Linked DNA regions of Mus musculus: region 2 is linked to region 1. The links are chromatin contacts, called in public promoter capture Hi-C maps. All regions are on one chromosome and are shown on one strand. The core of a region is the stretch at or near the end of the contact, and the rest is flanking DNA. Distances in the headings are between cores, read along the strand shown.

Region 1 (3,443 bases), core at 271-2,770:
GTGGTGACATGTAAACCAACTCAGGCACGTTGATGAGGTCAGTAAAGGCAGCAGCAGGGATGGGGGGGGCTTTGACAGGAAAGTCCAGCTCTCTCTCTTCCTCTCTTCATTGACCTCTGAGATTGAACTAGAGACCCTCCTTCTTTTTCCAAGGCACAGATTAAACAGCCCTACTTCCTAGTCAGGGCTGCTACAGGGAGAAGATTGGATACTTCGGAGGACAAAGGTGGGTCACATTAATGACCTCAGCTCATTCCCAAGCAAAAGTGCTCCCCACCCTCCTTCTGAGAGTCTCTGGCCGGTAGTCCTCTGAGTTAAAAGTAAAATTTTCACAACCCTTCCCGCCAACTCTTGTCTTACAGCATGAGGGCGAAAGATGTGGTCCATCCTTTCAAATGTCCCTTCCCTCTCTAGGGCCCTGATCCTACCCTGGAAAGGTTGAGGGAGACTGGCTTCGGGGCTGGTGGGGGCAATATCTGGGTCAGGCGCCCCAACCGGCCAGAGTGAGATGCTGTTTCCCTCCCTCCTCTCCCCAGGACGCCAACCCAAGGACACTCCATTGGAGGGGGTGGGGGGAGCAGCCTGGAGATCCAGGCGTTCCCCGCTTTTTTACGGGTAAGGAGGACAACTCAGGGGCATCGTTTAGGTATGACAGGACTCTGTCAACCTTGGTAAACTTGATTTCAAAGTTGGGGGAACTAACAGAGGAAGAGAGTGAGTGCGTGTGAGAGAGAAGAGGGGGGGGTGAGCCAGACCTTTAAGCTAAGTTTGAAGGGGTCTTAGGCGGCTAACCCAGAAAGCCTCAGGGGTCCCAAAAGAGGAGCATATGGATAGGCTGCCCGGCCACCCCATACCTGTATTTCATGCCAGTGCCTCGGCCGGTGCTCTCTCGAAGGGCCCCAGCAGGTGCTGGGGGTCTAGGGACCACTGCAGCTCGTGACTTCGAGCTCGGTCCTCCACCCCCCGGAGGGTTCCCATGCCCTCCGCCCACTGGCCCTCCATTACCGCCCCCAGGACCGGGCCGGGGTCCACAGAGACGGTCCTCACTGCTCCGGCTGCGAAGGTTCTGCTCGGTACACGCGATAGACACCTGCATGCCGGATGGCCAGGGCGGGGGAGGGGGCTCCGAGGGAGCGGGAGGAGGGAGCCGGGAAGTCCGAGGGCAGACACCGGTGTGGTGGTAATAGCGCGATCGCAGGGAGAGCGGGAAGGCTGAGAAGGCTGCAGCTAGAGCCGCCAAACGGGATCGGGCCCGCGGGGGCGGGCTGTTGGAGGTCGCGGGTCTTGCGGTGGGAAAGGAAAACCGTGGGGTCGCCCGGAGTGGTGGGTATTCGGGTGCTGGGAGCTGTGATGAAGGGATTGGGAGGATAAACGGGTAAGGATAAAGAAAAGTCGAGGACGGTCTTCAAGGATAGCTACCCAGGAACAAGGGGTAGCAAAAGACGGGTGCCACTTCAGCTGGAACCGCTGCGGGACCGCTGTGCTCCCAGCCGCGTCGGCAGCAAGCCCAGCTCATTAACATTCAGGCCACGCCCCTTCATCTGCATGGAGCCGCCTGCCTCTGAGTAGAACACGCTGCTCATCTGCATAAGCTCCGCCTGCAGAAGCTCCAGAACTTAAATAATCAGTGTGCCTTGCCCAGAACATCCCGTTTTAGGAACGGGGTTCTCACTTTCTGTACTTGAATCGTGTCCGCTTTCATTCCGGTCAGTGGTGTGCACTCGAGAGGGCGTTTTTTGTTCCCCGAGAAAACTAGATTTGGAGACATTGTCACAGCTAAAGGTAAGACAGGATGTGTGTACTACATCTATCAAGTGGTAGCAAAGGTTGCTGCTAAAATTCTAAAACACAACAAAGTATCCAGCTCGAGAGAAATCTGCTGGGAAAACCTCTTTATAGGCTTCAGGGATGTGTGGCTACCCTAGTTCTCATTTTTGTGTGAGTCACACTGGGAGGGGCCACAGGAACTCACACTCAGGCAGCAGAGGGTGACAAAAAGTTTATTCAGTTTATTCTGTGTTTCTCACAGAGTCAAGCAGGGATAAAACTGGCGTAGACTCCTGTGAGCTTCATTCTTATGACTTGAAGGCAGTGGGTGGTAGGCCTTCGGGGGAAAGCTCTCGGAGACAGGTAGATGGAAGGGCTCTCAATGTAACAAGTGAGATGGGCCCAGGCAGTCACAGGTTCTTCTGAGGGGTGAGGTAGATGTTTCAGCCAGCTCTGGCAGAGAAGAAGGGCAAAGATCGGACATAGGAGTCTAGCCGGGATCGAAAGAGCTCACTTTGCACAGTTTGTCCCAGCGGGCACAGAGGATTCTTCACAACAAACTCCACATACAGCTGCGAAAAGGAGGGTGTGTGAGCCTGATGTGAGACACTTTTCATTTTCAATCTCAAACATGGTGTAATCTCGAGAATATAAGAATACACGGGTGGGGTTGGGGTGGAGAGAGCTCAGGAATTAAGAAAGCATACTACTGCTTTTGCAGAGGTTAGTCAGAGCCTAGCACCCATGTTGGTCAGCTCACAACTGCCTGTAATTCTCCAGAGGATCTGTCCTCCACAGACACTTGTGCTCATGTGCACACATACCCTCTACACAATACATATAATTAAAATAAGAAATACATCATTTATAAAAAAAAAACCCAAAAACCTGCACAAGCTCTCCCTTAGAGAAGCTATTACTGTTTAAGGAGCTAAAGGCTCTGGAGAAAACTGAGTTCAACAGGGATGTGATACAGAAGGATAAGGGCAGAAAACCCGAGGGACTCCTAGGGCTCTAGGAGGAAAAGGGTTCCTCTACTGACACTGACCGCACTGTAGATATGGTGTAGAACATCTCGGATAGGGCCCACGCCCAAGTCAGTATTCATGACAACCTTGATTCCAGTGGGAGTCTCGTAGTAATGGAGTTTGTAACGGCTAGTTTGGAAAGACAGAAAGCCATCCTTCCTGCAGAAATGAGTATTCAGACAGGAGTGAAATCACTCCCAAAGAAATATTTGTGATGCCCTCAAGGTCAACTCCTTCCTATTCATATAGATAGTTTGTAGCAGGTTCATTGAGTAAAAACACCTCCGGTCATCCCCACCCCCGATGTAATTGCAACTGCCTTCACTCTCTCCCCACTTTCAGACCATTCCTGTATCCGCTCCTGCCAGCTTCAAGATTCTCGATCCAGATTCAGCCTCTCTAAAACACACCCTCCCCTCTTTGGGGCCACACGCCACTTCCATTCCAAAACAATATCTCCTGTTCCCAAGGCTGGCTAGCTAGCCCTCCCTTCAACACCCCTCTAAAACCACCGTACATGTCTAGCGGGGACATCTTGCTGACAAACGAACGAATGGAGAAGAGCATTCCATACATCAGCTTGTACTCCTGGAGGGAGAGGTGGTAGAATTAGATCTCGGTTATGGAGGGGGGACAGGATGGGAATAG
Region 2 (3,443 bases), core at 567-3,066, 530 kb before region 1:
CACAGGAGTTTGTCTTTATCCCTGCAATATGGTCATTTTAGTATACTCCCACATCTAAAGAAAAGCAGACTAGGTATGTAATTATAGCATTTAGTAGGCAATAAGAAGAGATACTGCTGAGAATTCTCCAAATCTGGTAAAAATTCTGAATTCACAGAGGAAATATAGCAGTGCATATAACAAATAGAGAAAGATCATTATCTAAGAACTACGCAAGAAAACAAAGAAATACCAGTGCTATTTTAAAAGCAGGGAATAATGACAGATCATGCACAGACATCATCAGATCAGATTGGACTGACAGATTGCTTTACAACTAACGTACATCGCACCTACTACATGCCTACACTGTTCTGGGACTTAAAACACCAACAGGAGGAGACAGGCCGGTTTCCTACCCTGCAGAGCCCACAGTGTAATAAGAATGACAGACGTAGGGGGAACAATTAATAGCGTGTCTACTTGGTGGATCAGAGAAGGGGTAGGAAATCATATGTGTAGAATTGCAGTGTGATTTACCCAGGAATGCTGGAACATCCACATGTTGCTCGATAAACAGAGGTGAAGGAATGGCGGCTGCCGTGTTCATGCATGCATTCTTCCTTGGACCGAAGCCTTGAAGCTTCCTCTCTGGGACCTCAGAATAAAAGGGAGAAAGAATGACTCTCCTTGAAGCACTCTCCAGGATCCCAGAGATCCACTTTTCTTTTTTTCCAATATTTATTTATTCATTTTATGTATATGAGTACACTGTAGCTGTACAGATGGTTGTGAGCCACCATGTGGTGGCTGGAATTTGAACTCAGGACCTTTGGAGTGCTCTTAACCGCTGAGCCTTCTCACCAGCCCCCAAAATTCATCAAGCATTTTTTCACACTATTTATTTATTTACTTATTTATTTATTTATTTATTTATGAGTGCACACCAGAAGAGGGCATCAGATCTCATTACAGATGGTTGTGAGCCACCATGTGGTTGCTGAAAATTGAACTCTGGACCTCTGGAAGAGTGCTCTTAACCAACTCTCCAACAGGGCTTACAACTTTCAACCCAGTACTAGGGAGGCAAAAACAGGCAGATATCTGCAAGTACAAGCATGGGCTGCAAAATCTCAAAGAAGTGGGTTTGGGACTGGAGAGATGGCTCAGCACTTAGGGATACTTGCTGCTCTTCAGAGAGTACTCAGTTCCCAGCACCTACTCTGGTGGCTCACACCCACTTTTAACTCCAGTTTCAGGGGATCCAGCACTCTCTCCTGGCCTCTGTCCATGCAGGCACACAGACATAGGCTCGGGTTGGGGTTGGGGGGCTGAGTTATAGAAGTGCCTCACTTCTTGACTGTCTAGGACCAAAACTGATGTCGGTAACAGCGCCTGGCTCCATCCTAAAGCATCCTGTGCCTTTTCGATTCCCTTCCAGGGACACAAAATGCCTGTTAGAGCCTTTCTCCTAAAGGCAGTGACTATTTCCTGATTAACCTACAGTTCCATACCTGGGCAGAGAACTACAAGATGCTACTGTTTCGGTGAAGGATTTGGGGAAGAACAGCATATGGGACAGGGCCGGGAGGAAGAGATCTAGGGAGAGTGAGGAAGACTGCCAAGACTGTGAAGAAAGGCAAGGCAAGCGGAAGGAAGGTTAACCACGGCCTAGAGGCTCACCTGTCCTACAAGTGGGAGGAGCTCCGCCACAAAGTGTCACCAGGGAATTAATTGGTCCTCGATTGTTCAGGGCCAGCTTCCAGGATCCGCCCTCCACAGCCTGGGGTCCCGCCCTTTTTAGGATTTAATGCCCGCCACTTGGGCGGCCCCCGTAGCTGCCTCTTCCGCCTTCGCCAGGTGAGAGTCCACACCTAGCAGGGGCGCCCGGGCCTGGGACCAGCGGGCTCCCTTTGGGGTGCGTCGCTGGATCCCTTTTCCCGGATCCTTCCCTTCCCTCTCAGGATTTCTTCTTGGCTGCTTTCTCCCCGCTCCTCCCTTCCTATCTGTGGTGCAACACAGGGCCTTTTTGGATTTGAACTTTCTTCTGCTCTCAGTTCTCAGGCCGCCTGGGGTGACCAACTCCCCACGCTCCCCACCTCCACCTCCCACCTCAGACCTCCGATCTAGGACTTCCTCGTGGTATAACTACAGAGAGACAGGTGTGTAAAAGAGAGTCTTTGGGCAGGCAGCCCGGACCCAGAGGCCTAGAGCCTTATTTAATAATGGCTGGTGGGACTGTTTGGTAGCTGACTTAGGCTGAATGACGCAGGAGAACACCTGGGCACTGTACCTGGAACTGAGCTCAAGTGGGTGTGGAAGGACCACACACCTAGCAGTCTAGGCGGCTTTGCGAACAGTATCTTAAGTTTGGCTCTCGGCTTAGCCTTCGATTAACAGCCCAGCCCTGATATCTGTTTAATTTTCAGTGTTGCTGCCTCGGGTGTTTAAGAAGCCATGACCATGGGCATTACTGGGGTGACGTGGTAGTGTGTCCTCATTATGTGTGTTTGTTTATGTGATCCTTGGAGTTTCAGATGGGTGGTGATATATCTAGGTATCTTTGACTTGTGGAGGCAGAGAAGCGTTGTGTCTCAAGTACACCTGTGTGAGGGCGTGTTGCAGTATGCCTGCTTTTTGTGGCAGAGTATGGGAATATCTTGGACTTGAGGCGACATGTTCTGATTGTCTTAGGCATGTTTTGTAGTATATCTGTAGGTCTCAGTGTGTGTGTGTGTGTGTGTGTGAGAGAGAGAGAGAGAGAGAGGTGGTAGTGGGTGGGAGGCACTGCACCTAGTATACCTATGTTCCTGAGGTATGGTGTGTTAGCATAACAGGGCATCTCTAGTTTGTATATGGTAGGCAAAATGTCTCATATATGAAGAGGGGATATGTTTCAGTTGTATACGAGTCAATGTGTGCTGGGAACTAAATGGGCACAGTATTTGAGGGTCTGGAGTTCAAGGGCAGTAAGCCATAGGGTCAAAGCAATGGTTTTCAACCTTTGGGTCACAACTCTCCTGACAAATCCCTGTCTCCAAAAATATTTTCATTATGATTTTTAAAACTTTTTTGGTTTTTTTGTTTGTTTGTTTGTTTGTTTGTTTGTTTTCGAGACAGAGTTTCTCTGGATAGCCCTGGCTGTCCTGGAACTCACTTTGTAGACCAGGCTGGCCTCGAACTCAGAAATCCACCTGCCTCTGCCTCCCGAGTTAAAGGCGTGCACCACCACGCCCGGCTCTCATTATGATTCTTAACCAACAGAATTGCAGCTATGAAGTAGCAATGAAACTAATTTTATGGTTGAGGGTCATCACAACATGAAGAACTATATTAAAGTGTCACAGCATTAGGAAGGTTGGATATCTTGCATCCCTGGGCATTTCTGCTGTGTTAGGGTGGCAGTTGAGATTCTGTCTCTGTCTTTGGTGCTTGCCCTAGGCCATCCATTTAAAGCAGTCGGC

The links. Promoter capture Hi-C pulls out the DNA fragments that hold promoters and counts their contacts.
Region 2: a contact with region 1 is called in a promoter capture Hi-C map of liver, with 3 times the contacts expected there. The contact joins the promoter of Tnk1 here to the promoter of Kcnab3 in region 1. A contact is called at or near these places in 6 of 39 promoter capture datasets (the HPC-7 cell line, cranial neural crest, liver and 2 more), 2 of 484 Hi-C or Micro-C datasets (Th1 cells and liver) and 1 of 9 other capture datasets (adipose tissue).

What each region holds. Positions count from the first base shown.
Region 1 is chr11:69,324,335-69,327,777 of GRCm38.p6, reverse strand. Kcnab3 (potassium voltage-gated channel, shaker-related subfamily, beta member 3) reads right to left here and starts at 1,520. Exons shown (of 14, transcript NM_010599.4): 1 at 855-1,520. The coding sequence starts at 1,096. It overlaps Trappc1 (trafficking protein particle complex 1), which reads right to left. Exons shown (of 5, transcript NM_001024206.2): 3 at 3,313-3,383; 4 at 2,816-2,954; 5 at 1,985-2,339. The coding sequence ends at 2,211.
Region 2 is chr11:69,857,103-69,860,545 of GRCm38.p6, reverse strand. Tnk1 (tyrosine kinase, non-receptor, 1) reads left to right here and starts at 1,816. Exons shown (of 14, transcript NM_031880.3): 1 at 1,816-1,839; 2 at 2,037-2,141; 3 at 3,421-3,443. It overlaps Gm32708 (a long non-coding RNA gene), which reads right to left and starts at 1,930. Exons shown (of 5, transcript XR_879975.3): 1 at 1,663-1,930; 2 at 520-630.